4 separate regions of the Mus musculus genome follow, and all the other regions are linked to region 2. A link is a contact called in public promoter capture Hi-C data. All regions are on one chromosome and are shown on one strand. Each heading gives the region's core, a stretch centred on a gene start, on an enhancer-like site or on the middle of the called end of the contact. The rest is flanking DNA. Distances are from core to core; before and after follow the strand shown.

The links. Promoter capture Hi-C pulls out the DNA fragments that hold promoters and counts their contacts. Capture Hi-C pulls out chosen DNA fragments and counts their contacts.
Region 1: a promoter capture Hi-C map of adipose tissue shows a contact between it and region 2, with 3 times the contacts expected there. The contact joins the promoter of Cln3 here to the promoter of Armc5 in region 2. A contact is called at or near these places in 3 of 39 promoter capture datasets (liver, neutrophils and pre-B cells) and 1 of 9 other capture datasets (adipose tissue).
Region 3: a contact with region 2 is called in a promoter capture Hi-C map of adipose tissue, with 3 times the contacts expected there. The contact joins the promoter of Sbk1 here to the promoter of Armc5 in region 2. A contact is called at or near these places in 3 of 39 promoter capture datasets (liver and neutrophils) and 1 of 9 other capture datasets (adipose tissue).
Region 4: a contact with region 2 is called in a promoter capture Hi-C map of liver, with 3 times the contacts expected there. The contact joins the promoter of Cdiptos here to the promoter of Armc5 in region 2. A contact is called at or near these places in 2 of 39 promoter capture datasets (liver and pre-B cells).

Annotation. Positions count from the first base shown.
Region 1 is chr7:126,583,604-126,588,651 of GRCm38.p6, reverse strand. Cln3 (ceroid lipofuscinosis, neuronal 3, juvenile (Batten, Spielmeyer-Vogt disease)) reads left to right here and starts at 2,835. Exons shown (of 18, transcript NM_001146311.2): 1 at 2,835-3,357; 2 at 4,372-4,478. It overlaps Apobr (apolipoprotein B receptor), which reads right to left and starts at 3,644. Exons shown (of 4, transcript NM_138310.1): 1 at 3,584-3,644; 2 at 841-3,276; 3 at 490-755; 4 at 1-395. The coding sequence starts at 3,640. The coding sequence ends at 326.
Region 2 is chr7:128,233,183-128,238,850 of GRCm38.p6, reverse strand. Armc5 (armadillo repeat containing 5) reads right to left here and starts at 1,494. Exons shown (of 6, transcript NM_146205.2): 1 at 262-1,494. The coding sequence starts at 724. 9130023H24Rik (RIKEN cDNA 9130023H24 gene) reads left to right here and starts at 820. Exons shown (of 1, transcript NM_177001.3): 1 at 820-4,400. The coding sequence starts at 1,432. The coding sequence ends at 2,445.
Region 3 is chr7:126,269,940-126,275,097 of GRCm38.p6, reverse strand. It overlaps Sbk1 (SH3-binding kinase 1), which reads right to left and starts at 2,602. Exons shown (of 4, transcript NM_145587.3): 1 at 1,999-2,602.
Region 4 is chr7:126,972,401-126,977,530 of GRCm38.p6, reverse strand. Cdiptos (CDIP transferase, opposite strand) reads left to right here and starts at 1,685. Exons shown (of 6, transcript NM_001362232.1): 1 at 1,685-1,705; 2 at 2,140-2,224; 3 at 2,447-2,591; 4 at 2,819-2,852; 5 at 3,021-3,078; 6 at 4,624-4,911. The coding sequence starts at 2,144. The coding sequence ends at 4,659. It overlaps Cdipt (CDP-diacylglycerol--inositol 3-phosphatidyltransferase (phosphatidylinositol synthase)), which reads right to left and starts at 1,073. Exons shown (of 6, transcript NM_026638.4): 1 at 725-1,073; 2 at 479-613. The coding sequence starts at 767.

The sequences.
Region 1 (5,048 bases), core at 1,586-4,085, 1.7 Mb after region 2:
CTCACATTGGGTGGCAGGTGAGCATACTGGGGAAATTTAGGGGAAAATAGTTTCCCCAGCCCAGTCTTCCGGGTAGCCTTCCGAGTAGCTGAGACAGATGTGAAAGGGCACCGGGAAAGGAATCCATGATCGATGCCAGTGGAGCAGGTTCCTCACTGGCTTAATCAGACTCCTAGATTCAAGGTCTTCATAAATATCCAGTTTAGCTGAGGCCGGGAGGGTGAAAAGATATATTCCAGTGGCCGAGGGACTCAAGAGTAACCAGGGTCCAGAAGAGCCTTCGGACTCTCTTGGGAGGTCTCTCTCTCTAGGGCTCTAGGCCCTGTCACTGTGGCTTTGGCTGGCTCAGTCGGGCTTGCAGCTCCTGCATCATGCCAGGATGAGCAAAGCCAAACCTGTAGAAGGAACAGATCCATAAGAGCTCTGGGAGGTGGACCCCAGCTTCCCGCAGCCTCCTCACCATCCCAAGCATAGCGCCCCTGTGCCTACCCACGCCCCAGCATTTTTCTTCTGGCTGGCACTGGAGTCCCCTCGGGCTTTGTGGCACTTAGCTCTGGAGTTTCCTCTAGCTGAAGAGAGGATTGCTCAGGGACCGGCCGCTCCGCCTGGGGTTGGGGGCTGGGAGGGTCACACTGTGGCTCAGGAACAGAGATTCGATGGAAAGAGGGCCTCGAGCGCCGCCGTGAGGAGCTTCGAGAGAGGAGCACACGACTCCGAGGGACAGAGACATCCAGGCGGGACCCAGGGAGCAGGGCCTGCAGGATAAGGGACATAGAGGACTGTGGAGAACTGACTTCCAGATTCTGCCTGTCCCTCTCGGGGCCCTGCTGAAGCCCTCACCTCATTCCAGTTGCTGTGAACATCCCCTGGGGCACCTGCCGTGGCCTCAGCCGATTCCAAGGGCCCAGGCACAGCTACTGTGGGGATTTGGTGTGTCTGCTGCCCCTCCTGGTCTGAAGAGTCGTCCAGCGTTTGGATCTCGCCCTCTGAGTTGTGGACCTTCTGCTCTCGCGACTGCCCTCCCCCAGCCTCTTCTTCCAACAGCATCTGATCTCTTAGGAGCCCCTCAGTCTCCATGGGGGTTATGGACCCCTCTGCTCTCTCTGCCTGGGAGCCTAAAGTCACACCATCCGTCCCCCTTATGTCTTCTGCCATTACAGATGTCTCCATCTCTGCCTGCTCCCCCTCTTCAGTCCCATCAATTTCTTGGATATCATAGCCAGACACCTTCTCTGCTGAGCCCACCAAGCCAACTTCCTGTCCACTTTGCTTCTCTGTAGTCTCCTCCAGCTCCGTGCCTCTCCCAGCCTCCCCTCTGCCCTCGGAACACCAGGCTTTCCCAAGCTCTGTTTCTGGAGCCAACCCAGCTTCCCATTTTGGCCCTTCCTCGGTATCCACGGCCCTGATACCCACAATAATCTCCTCAGCCAAATAACTGGTCTCTGTGTCCTCACTGTCTTGCAGGCTCAGAGTCACCTCCTCCAGCCTCCTCTTCCTGCAAGTTCCATCTGCCTCCCAAGGCACTACAGCCTCCTCCTCAGCAGCCTCGTTTTCTGTGGGCTTGGATTCCTCCACTGACTCTTCTGTCCCCGCCTCTGCTCCTTGGCTTCCCTCCAGCTCCGGGTTAAGTGCTACGGAGGTCAGTGCCTCCTCTCCTCCTGACCCGAAGACCTCTGGCTGTTGGGCCTCCTGGCCTCCTTCAGCCCGGATCTCCACTGCCTGCTCGGTTGCAGTCTGTTCCTTGCCTGCTTCAGCATCTGCTTTTACCTCCTGGCTATTTCTGCGGTCCACACCCCTACTCCAGTTTCCCCAGGCTTCTAGCTCAGGGCCTGCAAACCCCACAGGCCCAGGATATTCCTTCAAGCTTAGCACCCGCTCTGGGCTCAGGTCTGGAGCTCCACTAGTCTCTTCCTGACCCTTCTGTCCTTCCTCAAGTTGTTTAGTTAAAGCCTGGGAATGTCTCACCAGCTCAGGGTCCTGTCCTTCAGTGACCTTTACTCTCAATACCTCTGGTGTCATCTGGGCGGCTTCACTCCTCTCTCCCACAAACAACTCCTCAGTGCTGACTTCTGGAGAGTCTTCCCAGTCAGGTTCATCTTTAGCCTCCGTGTCTAGGACTAGCGTAGGCTCTGTGGCCCAGGAGTTCCTTTTCTCCCTGGAGGATTCTTCTGCCCGTACCTCTTCTTCTAGACTCACTCCATTATCCCTGATGGCTAAGTCTTGCCTCTCCTCATCCTCAAAGCTGCCCTCTGTTTCCTGTTCTCCCATAGCCTCCTCTTCAGCTATGTGGCCTTCAGTCATCTCTCCAGTTCTCTCAGCCTCCAGGGTCTGGATCGGAAACCTAACTTCAGCCTCTCTCTTCTCGTCGACCTCATCCTGCTGGTCTCCCTTGTCAGCCTCTTCTAGGACCCAGACTCTCCCAGTAGTTCCTGGGAAGTTGTCTCCTGGGTCTGACCCGTATTCTGTTCCCTGAACTCCTAGGCTATCAGCCCCCTCCCTGTCTGAGACTGTCCAGGCCTCTCTACTCAACATGGCCTGGTCCTCAGACTCGGCCCCGGGGCATTGTGTCCCCTGTGCCCTTGCCCTTTCACCATCCCTCATTGGGACCATCCTCTCCTCTTCCTTGTCAATCCCTTTGGCACCAAACCATTCGATTTCTGCAACCATGTCTTTGGCCACCCAGTCTATCTCTTTGCTGTCCTCTGTCACATGCTGCCCCTCAGTGCCAGCATTCCCCCCAGGCTCGCTGTGCCAGGTTGGCTGTGACTCCACCCCCTCGGCCATCCCTGACTCTGCTGCTCTGACCACCTCCTCCTCTTCTTCCTTCTGTTCACAGGTTCTCAGAGGCTCCCCACTGCTTGCTTCCTCTTCACCGTGCTCCCAGATCTCCTGGGCTGTATTACTGCTCCTGTCTCTGTGAGTCCCAGGCTCTGCCTCAGGCTTCAGTGGGACACTTGGCTCCTGGCCCCTGGCATCCTCAGCTGCCTTCCAGGACCCAGTGTCCTGCCTTTCTGCTTGGGGCCTTGCAGAGCTATCTGCTCTCCACCCCCAGGTCTGTTCACCAGCTAAACTTCCTTCTTGGCATCTTCTAGTCTCTTCGGGTGCTTCTACCCCCTCACTCTGGCCACTTCTAAGTCCCTCCAGTACCTCCTGGGCTTCCTCTCCTACAACCTTCCCCTCAGTCACCTCTCCCAGTTCCTCAGCTGCCTGTGTCTGCCTCTCTACTGTGGGGACTGTGTCTCCTACGAGGTAGGACACAAACGCACTGAAGGAGTCCTAGAAGAGAAGAAAGAAGAGTGAAGGCACTCAGGGGAGGTCTAACCACTTCCCCAGGAGTACACTGTTAACAAAGCCCAGGTAAGAATCAGGGATCTGGACGTCTGCTAAGGGACCCCGACAAGGCCTAGCTTGAATAAGTGGGTACACTTGTAGAGGCAGGAGATTGAAACCCAGGAAGGACTGGGCTAGGAGTCTGGCTGACTGTAGGAAAGGGAGCTCAGGCTTCAGGAGAGGCTGTAAGGGAGAGGAAAGGTGAGACTACGAGGAATGGTGGAAGTTTCGGGTATCTCTCTGCCCCTCTCACCAGTGCTCCCCTCAAAGCCTGATGTAGCCCAGGGAGACGAAGCCGGAGAAAATCCATCCTGCAGGTCTCTGTGTGTCCAGAAAGCTCACAATGACCATCCGTCCCCACCCACGAAGTCCTCCCCAGCACCCAAGACACTTCCTCTTCCCCTGACTCTCCCTGACAAATCTCCACCCCAGGCCCTGTGCACCTCCCCCCTGCTCATGGATGACTTCATGACAGGCAGGGGGATGGCTTAACAGTGTCCAGGTGACTCAGACTCGGGTGCACATCTGGAACTAAAGGGCAGAGGATCGGGCCAGAAAGGGGAAAGGGAAAAAAAAAGTGGAAACAGGAGACCTCAGAATTGGGTATGGGGGAGGGGGCATTCGGCAAGTGCAGCCTGAGTGACTCAGGTCTTGTATTCGCACCTCAGCCATTTCCGCCTCCTCCAAGCCACAGCCTTCAGTGAGAGGAAGCTAGGGTTTGTGGTTCCTGATTTATTTGGGGGAGAAGCTGTAGAAGTGAGGATAAGGCCACTGGAAGTTCTGGGTTCCCATTTTCAACGCCATTAAGATTTTTCTGGGGATGAAAGGTCTGGATTGGTGCTCAATGCCCACACCCTCACCTATGGTTATTCTTGTACTGTGGTCATGTGTCCTCACAGCTTACTGTGAGTTCCTTAAGGACAGAGGCTGCAGAATTTCTAGAGACTCGTTTGGGTAGGAGGATCCTTTTTCTCACTGTTTGAGTGATCTAGGAAGAACACCACAGGAGGGCATATTTCAAACGGCAAATCTTAATGACAGGTGGTTGAAAAGACCCGGGAGAAGTGGGCAGAGGCTGCTGGAATCCATAGCAGAGGAATAGGCTTGATGAAGAATGGTCAAGATGCTGCCCTGCCATCGAGTGGAAGGTAAGGGAAGGACTCCTTATTTGGAACTGTGAGGTGACACATTCCAACTATCCTCTCAGCCTCATTCTCCTAACTTCCAATTAGGACAAACGGCTGACATCACAGACCAGGAAAAACACCCATAGCAGCTTTCTCAGTGAACTTAGCACCTTTGCTCTATTTCTTACTGCTGAGTCTCTGAAGTCAGCTAAAAGTCTAGCCTCTGTTGCACAGTGGGGCGGAGGGACCTTGGTTTTCTCTTGTAAAACCAGGGGTTGGACAACTTTCGTGGTATTTGTTGTTCTAGGATAGTAAGGCAAAGGGGATTTAACCGTAACATCGTGAATATTGCCACAGATAATTCATAGAATGCTGTTTTGTGGGTGTTTATTTTTAATCGATCTACTCTCAGCTACTTCCCAGATGCTTATTATAGGTCTTTACAATAGGTCTGTAAGGACAACAGATAACACTTGAGGCTGGTCGCCTTTGCGCTCAAGCAGAACTTGTCCTTGGGACGTTGGGTGGGGTAGTGGGACATCCGCAGCAAAGTAGCCATAATTGTTTCAGGCAAGTAAGAGCTGCAGGAAA
Region 2 (5,668 bases), core at 245-2,744:
GGGTACTGTCCCCGAGAAGCACCAAAAACAAAGTATAAGCCACTTGCTCAAAAGTGAGGCAGGAGTCAGTATCTACTTCTGGTCTGGGCAGGTCCAGGTCTAATTTATGGAGAGAGCAGTGACGTCACATAGCATCACACCTGAGGAGATGAGTGGCGCTGCACCATCACAAAGCATGTACTCAGAGGCCTGGCATAATGGAAGGGCAGCGCAGATACTGTGGGTTGGAACCTTTCTAAGAAATGGGGGCGGAGCACTTACCCAAAGGGAGAATGCCTCCAAGTCTCCGCACTTCGGCCCGGCACGCCCCTTCTGTACAGCAGTTGGCTAGAATGCTGAGCGCCAAATCCAGCGTCTTGCGCAGGCGCATTGGCAACGAAGGCGTCAAGAGCGACTCGGCAGCGGGGGCGTGGCCAGGGGTAGAACCAGCTGACGCAACCGACGAAGGGGCGGAGCCAGAGGCTGCTTGGGACGGGGCGGGGCCCGCAGCAGCCGTTCGGCGGAGCAGGGCGAGAAGGGGGCGGAGCCCGCCGCGTGCCCGGAAGCGCTCAATCCCCTCTGCCGCCTTGATGTGGCGCGTGCGAAGAGCTAAGAGCGCGCGGCCCAGGGGTGTCTCGTTGGTAGCTGGGTCCTTTCCCCCACCTGGCCCCTCCCCGGCCGCCGCCGTGAGCTGCGCGAGGCAAAACGAGAGCGAGTCCGTAAGGGCCGGTCTCGCAGCCGCCATCTTGGCCCGGGCCTCAGGCTCCGCCCCGCGTCTCGCCGGTACTCTGAGAGAGCGGAACTGGAAGAGGGGGGCGTGGCCAGGCTGCTCCTCGGAATAGCGCCGCCGCAGTTATCTTGCGAGTCGGAAGTTCAAGTTCTAGATTCTGGAACTCCGGTACTTGCACAGTCGCAGAAGACATGGCGAGAATGGTATTTATCTGTGGGAAAGTAAGAGGCGCGTGCGGTGCATGCTGGGATATGTAGTCGGCGCCAAGCTTAGTGCAGTTTAAGTGGGTGAGAAACTCCTCCCGGGGCCGAAGAGTGAACTGTTGCTCCTAGGATCAGACGCCCCGCGGTGGAGTCTTAGTGCTGTCCTGTGCTCCCCAACGTGACTTAGCCACTTCGCTCCCGGTACGTCCTTGTCGGCGACGTTCAGACTTGATTGGCAACCCTCAAAGCGCGGTGATCAATGGCTCCGAAAGCCGGACTGACAGACTCGCAGAACCCCAAGCCGTTTCAAAAGTGCTAAGTTCCCGACAGAAAGGTCTCGCCAAGCGAATGAAAGAGTTAAACCTACCGGGAAAGTTCGCTGCCACTTCCTAGAGTCTCTCGGGCTTGGGGACCTTTCCGTTTCCGGTACCGGCCTCCAAGCCTCCAGTGCCCCGTTCTCCAACTGTGCTGATGAGTTAAACGGGTGGCATTTAGGAAACCGAGCGCTTTTCGGCCGCAATGGAACTTGCGGCTCCAGAAGTGACCAGGGAGAATCTAGATGGGGCTAAGCTGCTGGAGAACCGGACGTCAAAATTCCCGGGAGCCCCCAGGTCGCCCCTGGATCGCGAGACCGCGCTACATGAGCGCCCCCTCCTGGCGCGGCCGGAACAACCAGCCCCCGTGGAAAAAATGCTGGACCAGCAGTACTTATGTAGGTCAGGCTCTGGCCCCAAGGAAGAAACCTTTGTCAAGACCAGTGATCCTGCAGTCCCCAAAGCTTTCAAGTGTAGGGATTGTGGGTTGGCTGTACCCAGTCTCTCTGATCTCATTCACCATCAAAGCAGCCATGGGTGTGACCGCCCTTACAGCTGTCCAGAGTGTGACAAAAGCTTCCGGCGTGGCTCAGATCTGGTTAAGCATTACCGAGTTCACAGTGGTGAAAAACCATACCCCTGCCCAGAATGTGGCCGTTGCTTCAGCCTCAGCTCTAATCTCACTAAACACCGTCGTTCTCACTCAGGTCTCCGGCCGCACAAGTGCATGGAGTGCGGAGAGGCCTTTGGTCGCAGTGCAGACCTAGCAAAACACCAGCGGGTGCACACTGGGGAAAAGCCCTATGCGTGTGCTGAGTGTGGAAAGACTTTCAGGGTTAGCTCCAACCTGATCCAGCACCAGCGAACTCACACTGGTGAGAAACCCTACCGCTGTGGCCTCTGTGGCAAGAGTTTCAGCCTGAGCTCTAACCTTTTACAGCACCAGCGCTGTCACACAGGCGAGAAACCCTACTTCTGTGCCTGGTGCGGAGACAGCTTTGGGCGAAGTTCCTATCTGCTAGAACACCAGCGTTCACACACGGGTGAGAAGCCCTACAATTGCTGTGAGTGTGGCAAGAACTTCACCAACAGCTCAAACTGCCTACGGCACCAGCGCACTCACAATGGAGAACCGCCCTTCAGGTGTCTTGAATGTGGTCGTGGCTTTAGTGAGATCACCATGTTCACTGAACACCAGCGCATCCACTTGAGCAAATGACCTTTCCAGAATGTGGCAAAAATCTCACACCACAGTTCCATCAATGTTCACACATGGGCAAGAAACCCTAGAAGTTTCCTGATTGCAGCTAGTATTTTTGTGGACACCAGCCTATGCACACAAGCAAAGGCCTTTCATTTGCAGGTTTGTCAAGAGCTGCAGTCAGATTTCCCACTTGCTCTTCTACCAGGTGACCCACATGAGCAAGAAGACCTCCATCTGCCCCTTAATAAGGCAAGCCTTTGCCCATAACGCTTAGCCTTGTCTAACATCAATGGGTGTTCCAAGATGAGAGTTTCTGCAGTTATCCCTGGCTTCAATGAAGGGACCAGAGTGTTGTTAGTTTTTTTTTTTTTTTTTTTCTTTTTTTCTACGTCCCGAAGGTGACTTAACTAAGGGCCACTAATGGGGTTCACAAATGGCATCTGGGTTGAGCCACAGGCTAGACGAACAGCACTAGAGCTGTGTCTGCCTTCAGAGAAACAAGATTTAAACACACACACATGCACACACAAAAGTCCTGTTTTCTGAGATTTCATTCAGAATCTCCATTAGCTAGACAAAAGTTTTTAGATGCCCAAAACCACATAGCTCCTGCCCCAGCTGCAGATAGGCTAACCATGACAAAAGCAACAACTCCTTTTTCTCTGGAGGAAGAGGATTACAAACCAGGCAAAGTCCATGTGAGGACTACAGTAGCCAGAGGTTGGAGGAGGACCAAAGGGGATGATCAAAGGCTATGTCTTGGCAAAAGGACCGGAGAATTTGACCTTGGGATTGTTACATAAACTCTGGGTGTAAGAAACCATTTGAGGAACTCTTCACCACTCATTAACTCTCTCTACTGCTTACACTAGGGTGCTAGAGGTTGAGGTAGAAACAAAGAAATAGATGTTGAGTTCAGGATACTTTATGGTATTTCTAGGCAGGGGCAAAGGCCCAAGATTTGTCATCTCGTTCTTTTCTAGTCTTCAGTCCCTTCCCTTGAAAATCCCCCTGCCCCCCTCACGCCCTTTCCTTCCTCCATCAGTGGAAGAATAGTGAAAACTTCTGGACTTTGGAGATTCAGTGTGGCCTTTCTGTCTGATATAGAGGAGGTTGCCCACACAAATGTATTTCTACTGCTAACATTATCCTATATGGGAGCACAGGGTTTCCCAGAGCACCACATAGTCTTTGAGCAGAGTCCAAGCAATAAGAGACTGCTTGTTTTCCCGAGAGGTGCCCTTGTCTGCACCACATGCATACAAGTGTCTCCTCAATCTTTTGTGACAGTCCATCCATCCTTAACTGCAGAATCTGGATCCCCTGCCCTCCAGTTTTGCTGCCGTTTATCAAGCTTGCTGTGTCTGTATAGAATAAGAGGCTAAAAGAGGAAGAGAATCAGGTTACCCAGCCTCAGTTTCTAAGTGACTGGGTTTGTCTCTAGTTGTGTGACTCATTTCTTTTTCTGGCTCTCAGTTTCTTCATCTGTGAAATATGCAGTGTACCTCAACCAGGCTGTGACTATTCCATGGATATACCAACTTTCATGAAGTGCCTGGTTAGGGGAATGGCTTAGTAAGCCTCAGTTCTCAAATCTGGGGTCTTGTTTATTGTATCATTCAGAAAACATCATGGAAACTCATGGATCAGTTTCTAAGATTGCCGAAATGAACTAGACACTCCTGGAGTAGTCTATTTTCTAATAAAGGCACCGCAACAGTAATAGAGTGAATGATGCTGGCATTGGAGATGGGGTGTCACCTGGAGCAAATCTGAAAGGCATGAACAGCTCTGGCTCTTTAAACTGTGTAGGGGAAACTTACTCCAAGCAGGAGTAAGTAATTAGAGAAATTCTTGATGTGTTTCCATCAACAGTACTTCAAAAAACACAACCCCTGGGTTTGAGTTGAAAATCTGAGTATAGCACATCTATAGTTGGCACTCAATAAATAGTTGTTATGGTTTGGTTCTGTTTATGCTGCTTACTATTTGGTCTTTGGCTCTGTTAAATTGAGTGGGTGTTATACCTATACCTGCATATATGTGTTAGGCATATGGTACAGGTTAGCATGGAAGCAAATTCTCTTGGGGAAACTGAAAGCTTACGTCTCACATTATAGCATGTATCACTGGACCTACTCTCTAATTGCAGGAAAAACAACAGCAACAAACTTACCTGACTAAACTTAGAAACAGTTCTCAAAAGCAGGGGGTATGGGCTTGACCCAACAGATAACCATTACCCAAGTATGTGACCAGATCTAGGCCAGAAATGCCAAACATTTGTCTAGTCATGTCTATGTTTGTTTAAATTGATGCAAAACTTCAATCAAATTGTACATTCAAATTTAGATTTCTAGTTTTTCTGCTTGTATAGTTGAAGAGAAAATTAATCGACATTTGATCTTTTTTTTTCTTTTTAGGACTTATTCATTTTGATTTATGTGTCTCTGCCTATGTAAAACCATGTGTATACAGGTGTCTCTGGTGGCCAGAGGGGATTGGATTCCCAGGGATTGGAGTTACAAGCATTGATAGCCTGATGTTGATGCTGGGGACCAAACTCAAGTCCTTTACAAGAGTTGTAGGCGTTTTGTTTTGTTTTGTTTTGTTTTGTTTTGTTTTGTTTTGTTTTTGTTTTTTTTGAGGCAGAGTTTCTCTGTATAGCTCTGGCTGTCCTGGAACTCACTTTTGTAGACCAGGCTGGCCTTGAACTCAGAAATCCGCCTGTCTCTGCCTCCCAAGTGCTGGGATTAAAGGCGTGTGCCACCACCACCTAGTTGTAGGCATTCTTAACTGCCAGCTCAACATAAGAGCTTTAGAGCAATTTTTTTTCAGTAGTGACTATTCCATCATTCCTATTGTATTTCTGACTTAGCAGGAGGACTTCTTATTACTCATCTGACCCTGCAGAAGCCACTGGGGATAATAATACCCAAACACAATCAGGAATAAGGACTCTTTACAGAATGAATCCAAAATGTCCCTTTACCCATTTGTATCCTCACCCTACTAATTTTCTTTCTTCCCCTTAACACTGCTCAGTGACCTGTTCTCCTCTGAGTCTGCCCATCTCCCTGCATACCTCCCCATCCAGGTTGTCACCCCTTAAAGATTCCTTTTCGTTCTGAAAGAGTACATGGACAGGGCACACAGGTTTGGCAAGCAAATTCCTGTTAGGAATTGAAGTGCTGGGATCAAGTTGTCCGATGTGATGATCCTAATAAGGTATATAGAA
Region 3 (5,158 bases), core at 1,353-3,852, 2.0 Mb after region 2:
CAAATGCCACTAAGCTGCCCAGCCACCAATCACCTAGCCTGGGCTCTCTACCATGTGCAGTCTAAGCCAGAGCAAAAGGGGAGGTAGAGGTAGAAACAGCTGCCAAGCCATCCTAGAGTGGGGCTCTGGGTCAGGGGGATTTTATATGATAAAGAGTTAAGAGTCATGGAGATGAGCCAGGTAATGTGCGGGTGCTCAAGATGTAAATTAGGGCAGGCTGCAGAGAGCTGGGCTGCCAAGCTACTTCATTAGGGCTACTCAATGGGGAGCCGCGGCAGGTTAACAAAGAGTGAAAGTCTTCCTGCCAGTCCCCTTCTGGCCTCATAATGGCTCTTTCTGCTCACAGTCATTTGAACTTCTCTCCAGCCTCTGCTTCTACTTTCTTGCCTGTGGAGTATGTGACTAAGCCCCGGGCTCCAACCCACTGCACAAAATAAACTTCCAAGGTGGCTAGGACACACCTTAAATGCTCCTGACAGTCTGGCTTCAATCTGTACCCACCAAGCTGGCTGCAGATATGTAGTTCACTCTCATTCTCTCTGGGAAGTGCCACAGGCTTGATCAAGGTCACCTCATCTTCAGGGCAACTGGCTTTCGCACATCCTCTCCTGGGGGGAGGGGGGGTGGCTGCCTTGACTGTCCTTGAGTCTGCAGGGGGGATCTGCAAGAGTGCTGACCCAGGCTACATCTGTACTCATGGGGCAAAGCCAGCATCAGAGAGGAGTCCAGGCAGTAGTGATGGGAAGGTATCAGCTGCTCAGGTCTGATCTGGGGAATCAGGTGTCACAGGGACAAGGGGTCAAGGGTTGGGCAGCTGGTCCTGACATGGTCTGGACAAACAAAACAGCCCAAGGATCTGAAGCCTGATCATCAGGAAAAGATGAGGGGAAGCCCCAAACTCCAGGGCTGGAGCTTCAGACACGGTAGATGTTGCAATGAATGGATAAATAAACGAACAAAGAAACTTCTATAGGGCTCTGTGTTCTGAATCCTGCCTTCCCCAGCCTGTCTGCTCACCTCCTACCTGACTTTACACCTGTCTGTGGAAGGCTGAAAAAAACCTTCCTGCCCTTTCTCGGGGTACAACGCACCCAAGATCTTCCGGCATTCCCTGGGTCCTGGGGTTTAGGACATTTGTTGAGGCCCTCTTGATTGTAGATGCTTTGGAAAGCTTAAGCAAGAATCCAGACTCACTCCTGCATCGTAGAGGACACAGTGTCCCAGTCCCGGACTTGGCCCTAGGTGTTCCCCGGGTCAGAAAAAGGGAAAACACTCAGGTTTGCTGTCCTTGGGACTTAGAGGGGCAGAAAGGTGCTCTGACCCGAAATGGTTTCTTCATTCAGGGTACCTCCCTCCCCCAAACTAGCTGTTCACTGAGAGGGCTTGTCCTCTCCCTGTTCTGCAGGGAGCACAAAGAGGGACTGGATAAAGAGCCCCACTGAGACCTGAGCTGGGGTCTCAGAGTCAGAAAATAAGAGACTCATCCTCTCAAACACGCCCCTTCCCTGCCCTCTCAGACAAAGGCACACACCCAAAGCCCCAGCTGTCACCCAGAGCTGCAGAATGCAGGCACCTCTCACCTTTGGGCGCCCCAAATTTTCTCTTTCCTGTGGGGAGGGTGGGTGTCACTTAAGAACTCAGCTTGGTCTTTGGGAGATGATAGTTACGTGTCTTTATTCTTCAAAGGACCTAAGGTCTAAGGCTCCAGGCTATTCCGGGGAGACTCTCCACCTTCTAACCCCTCTCCAGGGCGTCGCAACTCCTCTCTCCCGGGGTCCGAAGCTGTGCCCAAATCTCAGGGTTGGGGTGGAAGGTGGGGGAAGGGAGAGGAGGAGGGGGCGGCTCCTCCAAGCGAGACACAAAGAGACGTCCTTCAGCCTCGGCTCCATGGCGACGCTGAGGAGGGGGAGCGCGCACTCTGGACTTCCTTCCCCACCTGCAGGACTCTAGGGACCTCGGTACCACTCACCTGCCGCCCCTCACCTGGGTCCCACTTACCTGGGCTGGGGCCGCGGGGACGCCGCGGCAGGGGGCCTGGGCGCCGTGTCGATCTTCGTCTGCCCGGCCCGAGAGGGGCTCAGGGCACCACTACCACCATGAGCCGGGACGCTGAAGGCGTCGCAAGGGGCTTGGTCGCCCGGGTCCCGAGGCTTTGGGGTGCCCGCGGCTTCTCGTTAGCAAGAGGATCTTGCTGTCCTAGGTTTGGGGTCCCTGTGTGCCGGAGTAGCGGATTAGGGAGGCTAGCGCCCCAAGCCTGGGTCTCTCTGTGTCTTGAGGTGTGCGGTTGTAGCAAGCAGATCTTGGGGGGCCCGGGTTGGATCGGTCGCTGCGTCCCAGCAGCCGCGTGCGAGGATGGAGGTCACCGCTCAGCCGCTGGGGGGTTCGGGCGCCGCCGCTGCGAGCAGCCCGGCCCTGCGGGCTCCTGCCCCGGCCTGGCGCGGGCTGAGGCTGCGGCTCCGGCTGAGGCTCCCGCTCCGCCCGGCACTCGGGCTCCAGCGCCGGTGCCCGCCCGGGCTGCGCTCCATCGCGGCCTCGCGGCTCCGCCTCCCGCCGGCGCGTACCTGCCCGCCCGCCGCTCCGCCCTCCGCCTCGCGCGCCGCCGCACGCGCCTTTGTCCGCCGCGCCGGGTGCGCGCTCCGCGCACGCGCACTCCCGCCGCGCCCTCCCGCCAGGCGCCACGGGCCTGGACCTCCCCACCGCCGCGGGAGCCGCACGATGCCCCGCCCGCTTTCCGGCCACGCGGGGTCCTAAGGCCCGCCGGTCATTGGCATAAGCTTCTTTTTCTAGGTCAGAGCCCAGGAGGGGGCCAGAACGAGGTTAGAGAGGGCTCGGGGGAGTCACAGAGGGTCACCTGGTCCAGCTGCTTGGTCCCCGAGGGGCTAGACTGTCCCAGACTATTCCAGCCTGTGCTTGTGGGGCGGAGCCTGGATCTGTTTCAAAGAAGAAAAATAAATCCGAGCTCTCCTATTCAGAATGCACTCGCTCATTCAACTACCGGTCCATCTGTTCACCCGCCTGTCTGCCCATTCATCCTTCCACCTATCCATTCGATTTCCAGGGGACCTCATAAGACTACTAGGCTACTCAGAGACCTGGGGTCTGTGGGGCCGTGCAGGGTTCAGGCAGAACTTTCGAGCTCTGCTGTAGGGAGACCGCGAAGTAAGTTTAAGGAAAAGCTGGGATTAAAGGTGTATAGCAGAACGGAAGAAGGGGGTGGGGGGTTCCTGGCTGAAGCAGCAGCTGTGCAAAGCCACCCGGGTGTGAAGAGCTTTGTTCATTAACCGGAAATTGTAGCCTGGATGCAGGTGGGGCGATCGAGCAGAGATGGCGACAGAGTGGGAACAACGAACGCATCCTTCCAGAGGCCCAGTCTCCCATGCAGCATACTATTTTATTCATAGAAAAAGCCCCCGACGCACCCAAAATCTCTCCTCCTTTTAATCTCTGATCAGATTGTTTTCTCAAATTAGCATCCTCTTCCAACCACTCCAGCTGCTGGTAGAACTTTTAGAGCTGGTTATTGCAAACTCAGGTAGCCTTAGGTGGAGCTGGGAAGACGGCTTATTAAGTAAAGTGCTTGCCAGGCAAGCATGAGGGACTTGAGTTCCTCCAGTGCCATGACACCTGTAGTTCCAGCCCTGGGAAGGCAGAAACAGGTGGATCCCAGGGACCAGCCTGATCTGATCCGTGAGTTCCAGTGAAAGACCCAGTCTCTGAATAAATAAATAAGTACGGGAGGGGAGAAGGGGAACCAAGCGAGATGCTGCTAAAGACCAGGGTTCAGGCCCCCAGGACTCAGCTATGGCTGGGCAGGTGTAGCAGCCTAGAATCCCAGCATTTAGGAGGCAGACAGGATCCCCAGAGCAAGCTGACTAGCAAGACTAGCCGAATGAGTCAGCTCTAGGTTCAAGTGAGAAACCATGCCTCAATTTGTAAAATAGAGAACAAGAGAATCAACCTCCGTCTGCACATGCACACACATGCATGTGCACCCCACATACATGCAAACACACACATATGCATGCATACCACGCACCCACAAAAAGTTAAATGAGCTGGGGAGGGATTGAAGAATACACCTGATAATGTCAACTTCTGCCCTCTACACACACACACACACACCTAAGTTGAATAAACTACAGACAGGAACTAGAAATGTGGCTCAGTCTTGGCATAGGGAAGACCCTGGACTCAGTCCCCAGAACTGGACGAAGAAACGAAGAAACAAACACCCAAAGCTGATGCGCAGACTTCTGCTTGGCAGCCCACACTACTGCTACTGCTACTTGTAATCCTAGCCCACCTTCCTCCCACTTTTACTGAAAGTTAGTTTTCTGGAAACCAGGTCCTTTGTGGGCACCAGCTCTGTTGAGAACAATGTCTCTTAGGTTGCATTCCTAATGAGCTTGCCAAGCATCCCCTGTCCCCTCCAGGGTAAAGCTTACGCTGTATTGTGGTGTGAAGGAAAATGGCCTCCATAAGTTCTTAGAGAGTGGCACTGTTAGGAGCTGTTACCTTGTTGGAGGAAAGTGTGTCATTGGGGGTAGGCTTTGAAGTTTCAAATGCTCAAGCTAAGCCCAGGGTCACTCTCTCTTCTTGCTGCTTGAGGAAATGGGTATAGAACTCTCAGCTACCTCTTCAGCGCTCTGTCTGCCTGTCTGCTTCCATGCTTCCCGCCATGATATTGGGTTAAACCTCTGAACTGTAAGCCAGTCCCAACTAAATGTTTTCTTATAAGAGTGTCTGTGGTCACGGTGTCTGTTCACAGCAACAGAAATCCAAAGATGCCCTGTGCTGCAGGCTGTCAGCATCTAGTGCCTGCTTGCCACACCAGTCCAGGGAATCTCTCTTCTCCACTCAGCCTTGGCATCAGCAAGCTCTTCTGGAACATCAACTTCTTGCTTTTCCACATCTTTGTACATTTGGTTCCTTCCGTCCATAACACCAACCTTGTCTGCTAATTTCCACACAAGTTATCCTCTAAAACAATTCTGTAGCTGCCTGCTCTCTTCCACTTCATCCCAGCCTCCCTGCCTTTCCCCCGCCCCTTCCAAAATGAGGTATTGGTGCTTCAAACAAGCAACTTGGCAGGGCTGGGGGTGTCTGTGTGAGTGACTGGGTGTAAGAGCAGGAGACTGGAAGAGAAAGGGTATCTTCT
Region 4 (5,130 bases), core at 436-2,935, 1.3 Mb after region 2:
TAGCCCTGGCTGTCCTGGAACTCACTTTGTAGACCAGGCTGGCCTCAAACTCAGAAATCTGCCTGCCTCTGCCTCCCAAGTGCTGGGATTAAAGGCGTGCGCCACCACCGCCAGGCAGCAGTAAGCAGTCTTAACCTCTGAGAACAAACTTAGCCTTCAGCCCCAATCACTTATTTTTGCAGGATTTTACTGTGTAGTCCTGGCTCACGTGGTACTCAATATGACTTCTGACTTGGAGCAATCTACCTACCTTATCAGTGCTGGCATTACAAGCATGAGCCATTATGCCACACCCGAATGGAATTCCATGCTCACAGCTATGCAGGGTCTAGGTCTTCCACACCCATCCCAAACAGAGATCAATCATCAAGAGCAAGCTTATATCCTAGGCAGCTCTCAACGAGGTTCTGAGAAAGCAGGGAAAGGACAGAGGATGTTGGGACCCCAGTTAGTGCTGGTGGTGGTAAAGTTCTGTCACCTTGATTAAGGGCTCGAGCTGCGTGTCCATCGAAAGCGTCTAGGAGTCCGCTGAGTAGATAGAAGGAGGAGGCCGTGAAGGGGCAGCAGGGCATAAAGTAGAAGGAAATGATGGCGAAGACAATCCGGGCATAACCTTGGGATGGGATGGGAGAGGTACAGGGTGTGATTGGGGAGCCAGCTTAGGGTTTCTCGCGCCCCTCCCCACCCCCACCCCGCTGGTTTTGGGGCCGCAGGCAGCACTCACCGATAAGGTTAGGCACGAACAGGAAGATATTTTCCTCTGGCATCTTGGCGGCTCCCCTTGTCGTCTCGGCCCAGGTCTGGAGGGGCAAGGTCTTGGTACCAGCCTTACCAGCGTGGTCTCACCTTTCAGCTCCGGGCATCAGCCGCTCCACCTGAGCCCTGGGCCCAGTTCCCCCGGGCAATCCCAGCTGTTAGAGCCCGCAGGGCGCCGGGGTGCGGGACACCCCTGGGCACAGCTCACGCACACCTGGCCTTCCGATGGGCAGGAGCTGACGTCTCCAGCAGCGGGCTCCGCAGCTCCGCTGCGCCTGGCTTCTGGAGCCTACTCTTCTGTCCGGGACGTTAAGAACATCGGAAGAAGGAGAGAGCGGCTTTTAAATATAAATAAATTAATTAAATAAATAATGGCTGAGGTCCCTTTAAGGCCGGCCTGCTTCCTTTTCCTGCCGGGGCCCCTAGGCTTCGGCTCGTACCAACGCACAGGGGAGGGGAGAGACTCGAGAGCCAGCCGCAAAGGAAGAAACTGGAAAGGGAGCAGCAGAAGAGACCTGAGAGGGAATCTGCATTTTGCATTTCACAGAGGGCGTAAACTCCTGGAGGCAACCGTAAGGCGTAGAGATTACTCCGTCCCGAGTCTGCGCCTCCCCAAGAGATTGGGTGACTTAGTACAGCCCACATCGCTTCCCCGCCCGCGACGCTTGCGATCCTCGTCGCTCTCCGGGACCCAGGCTGGGAAGAGGTGGCTAGAGAGGCTCCGAGCATGCCTGCCGCTTGCTTCTAGCGCCGCCCTGGTGGTGGGAGGATTAGAGCCCAAGTTCCACCCTAACGCCTTTCCATCTCCTAAATGCCTTGATATAACTCTGGGGTCACCGCCTCCAAGAAGGAATCAGGAGAGCCAGTATGGCACACTAGGACATTGTCCTTAGTTCTAGAACCTCTAGTCTCCTAGCAACGGAACCATAGAACTTCCGTAAACATTTAGGTCTTTATAGCAATCCGGAGCAGCACTTCCCTGGCTCTCCCTCTTCCCAACCTTCTTTCCCGGACTCCCAATCCCCTGAGGCCCATCATAGGGTCCCCTTAGAACTTTCCGTCCCCCCTCCTGCCGAGTACCCTAAGATTTCAACCAATTAGCCGGGTCGGGGACTGCATGTTGGCTGTCTTGCCTAAGGAAGTGCCTTGGCAGAAAAGGAGGAAGAAGGGCTCTGGAGGGAATAGGGAAGGGAGTTGTTCTGAGAGCCCCTCCCTTCAACTTAGTAGGCAAAACAACCAATTTTTTCAAGGACAGAACTGAGTCAGTAGGATGTTTGAGCTATAGTTATGGACTAAATAAATCTGGGGCCCCGGGAGTGGAGTGAGGCGGAATCTGAGGGGGTGTGGGTTGGCTTCTCAGTCTAACAAAAACTTCGTTTCCAGGAGGATGGCATCCACATCTGCCAGGAGTGGGGACAAAAAGGACATCAGGTCATCTCAAGCTGCCGCCTCCTTAGGTGGAGGGCAGGTAAACGACAATGGAAAAGTGAAGGAGATGGGAAGAGCCAGGCAGGGAGCCCTGTCTGAGCCATGAGCCTTGAGCCTTAGCCTTGAGCCTTAACCCTAAGGCCCCACAGACAGCTTTCCAGGTCTAGGGCCTTCTAATACCAGTTTCCCAAGCCAGAGCCTGCAGCCTGGAAGACACCAGACCAATGGGAATTTGCAGACTGAATTCTAACTTCCTTTTCAGAAATTATCCTGCTCTGAAGAATTCCTGACCCGAATCAGCACAGAACTTACAGACGAAGCACTGTTTATTGCTCGCTCCCGTTTGAGTCCTCTGCCCAATAAGGAAAAGAACACAAAAGACCAAGGGACTCAGATATCTAGACATGGTGAACGCTCTCCTTCTTCATCTAGAGACCAGTCCCTGACTCACTCCCAACCATAGCTGCTCTCCCCAGGAATCTTCTGCCTCCTTGCCCATCCTAGGCACAGTGCCCCTTAACTTCTAACTCATTCATTGTCACTACCCAGGAACCCCCTTGTCCCTACCTGCTCTAGCCACAACTCTTCTAAACATGGGGAAAGTTGTTCCTTTAACTGGGGCCTCTAATTCCAGTGTTCTTCACTAAGACCCGAGGCACTGACACCCGGTGAGTGAGGCTCTGTCCTTCTCCCAGGAGCCTGTGGGGAGAGAGCAAGGGTTGACAGCATCCCAGCAGGGTAGGGGGAAGTTTTCAACCATGAAGTTCTATTCTATTCCCTCCTGATGCTCCAGTTCCTGATTCTCAGCCTATTCTGTTGTCTTCTGTCATCTCCAGCTCTGACAAAAATCGAACCCGAACCAAGGCACACCTTCTGCCATCTCCTCGTGAAAAGGTTTGTATGAGGTTATTCAATTCCAACATTTCCAGCTTCCCCTGTGTGCCGTTCCATGTGTTAGGAGTTAGATGATTGGGGGGACAGAATGCACGGTAGAGACTCAGCCCTATAAGAATTCAGGGGGTTGTTTGTTTGTTTGTTTTTGTTTGTTTGAGGTAGTGTCTCCCTATGTAGCATGGTTGCCCTGGAATTTGCCATGTAGACCAGCCTGGCCTTGACATCACAAAGATAAACCTGCCTCTGCCTCCCCAGTACTAGGATTAAAGGTGCTCACCACCATGTCCAGCAGAATTCAGTTTAGAATGAGACCAGGACAAATTAATGGTCAGTGACAACACAATATGGAATGGTGCCTACCTAAGAAGAGAAAACAATAAGACTATTTTTACCCCATCCTCATCTGGGCTAGGAAGGAAAGGCATCATAGAGCTTCCTGAAGAAGGAAACACCTAAAGAAAAAAATTTTCTAGGGAAACAGCTCTAAGTATTCTAAGCAGTAGGGATTGTATGGGCCAAGGTACAGAGGTATGTTAGTCAGGGAGGTTGTGAGTAGCTGGTATGCTCTAGGACCTGCCAGGCATGGTGGCATATGCCTTTAAGCTCAGCATTCTGGAGACAGAGCTGGGTGTACAAGTTTGAGGTCAACTTGATCTGGAGAGTGAGTTCCAGGACAGCCAAGGCTACACAGAGAAACCCTGTCTCAAACAGAAATTTAGAAAGTATATATACATAATAAAAGAGGCTGGAGAGATATGGCTCAGCAGTTTAGAGCATTTGTTGGTTTTCCTGAGGACCCAGATTCGATTCCTAGCACCCACAGGTAATGGCTCACAATGGTCAATCCATAACTCCAGTTCCAGGGGCATCAGATACCCTCTTCTGGTCTCCACAGGCCCCAGGCACACAAGTGGTACACAGACCTATAACACCAATACACATAAATTTAAAAATATACAAAAAGCGTGATGTGGCAGTACATGCCTTTAATTTCAGCTTCAGGAGGTAGAGACAGGTTGACCTCTGTGAGTTCCAGGCCAGCCTGGTTTACAGAGGGAGTTTTAACTCAGCTAGAGCTATCTATATACTACCCTATAGGTAGACAAGTAAATAAATATTTAAAATAAAAAGCAAACAAACATTAGATAGGAAGGGATGAGTGAACTGAAGGAGTAGTTGGCAGATGGGAACATGATGAGTGGATATGTTAGCTCAGCATGTGCTAATCACTTGCTGTATGCACTGTCCTGGAGTGCAGCTCTGAGCAAAGTAAAGCCCCAGCTCTCAAGTGTAAGTGGGAGATGAGAGATGATTGGGAGGGAAGATGGATGAGTAACGAGTGGGTGATGAGGGAGGTGGACAGAGTTGAAGGCTGGGAAAGGAGGGTGTAGGTGGCTGTGTGCATGGAGAAATGGGTTATGTGGATAGGTGGAGCATGGGGTCTATGCTCAAGGGTGGTGTGTGGCTTGGATGGCCAGGCGAAAGATGGAAGGAAATGACAGGAGCCCTAAGTGTAGAGAGTCACCAGCTCTTCTTTTCTTCCAGGGACCACTCCCCAACAGCCTGACAACTGGAGGATGAGCTCGGCCCTCCCTAGTACTGCTCTCTCAGCTTCTTGCCTTCCCCCACTATGTCCCTCAGTGAAAACCTCAAGGCCTCTCTTTTGCAACTGGCTAAGCCTCTCATCTTGGGAGGAACTCCTGGTCATAAGCAATGCCACCTTTGAAACCAAGAAAATCTTCTGGAACTGTCGCGGGGCCCTCCACCCTCCGTGGGCAAATGCTACTGAGAAGAAAAGGTTTTAATAAAGAACCAGGATCCTCCCTTCCCCGAGATGGTGGCAGTGTTCTGGAGGAGCTCCTGGCAGGGGATGCCTTTCTTCTACAGGGAGACAGTGCATGTCAGCATTTCTCTAAAATCCAGTTGTCAGACACCTGCTAGAGCCAAACCCACTGCCTGGTACCATTTAACTAGCCCTTGCATCCAGGAGGCCACTCTTGATGGTCAGGAGAGCCTTTGCCTTGGGTTCTCAGGACCCTGGGCCTCTGCTTC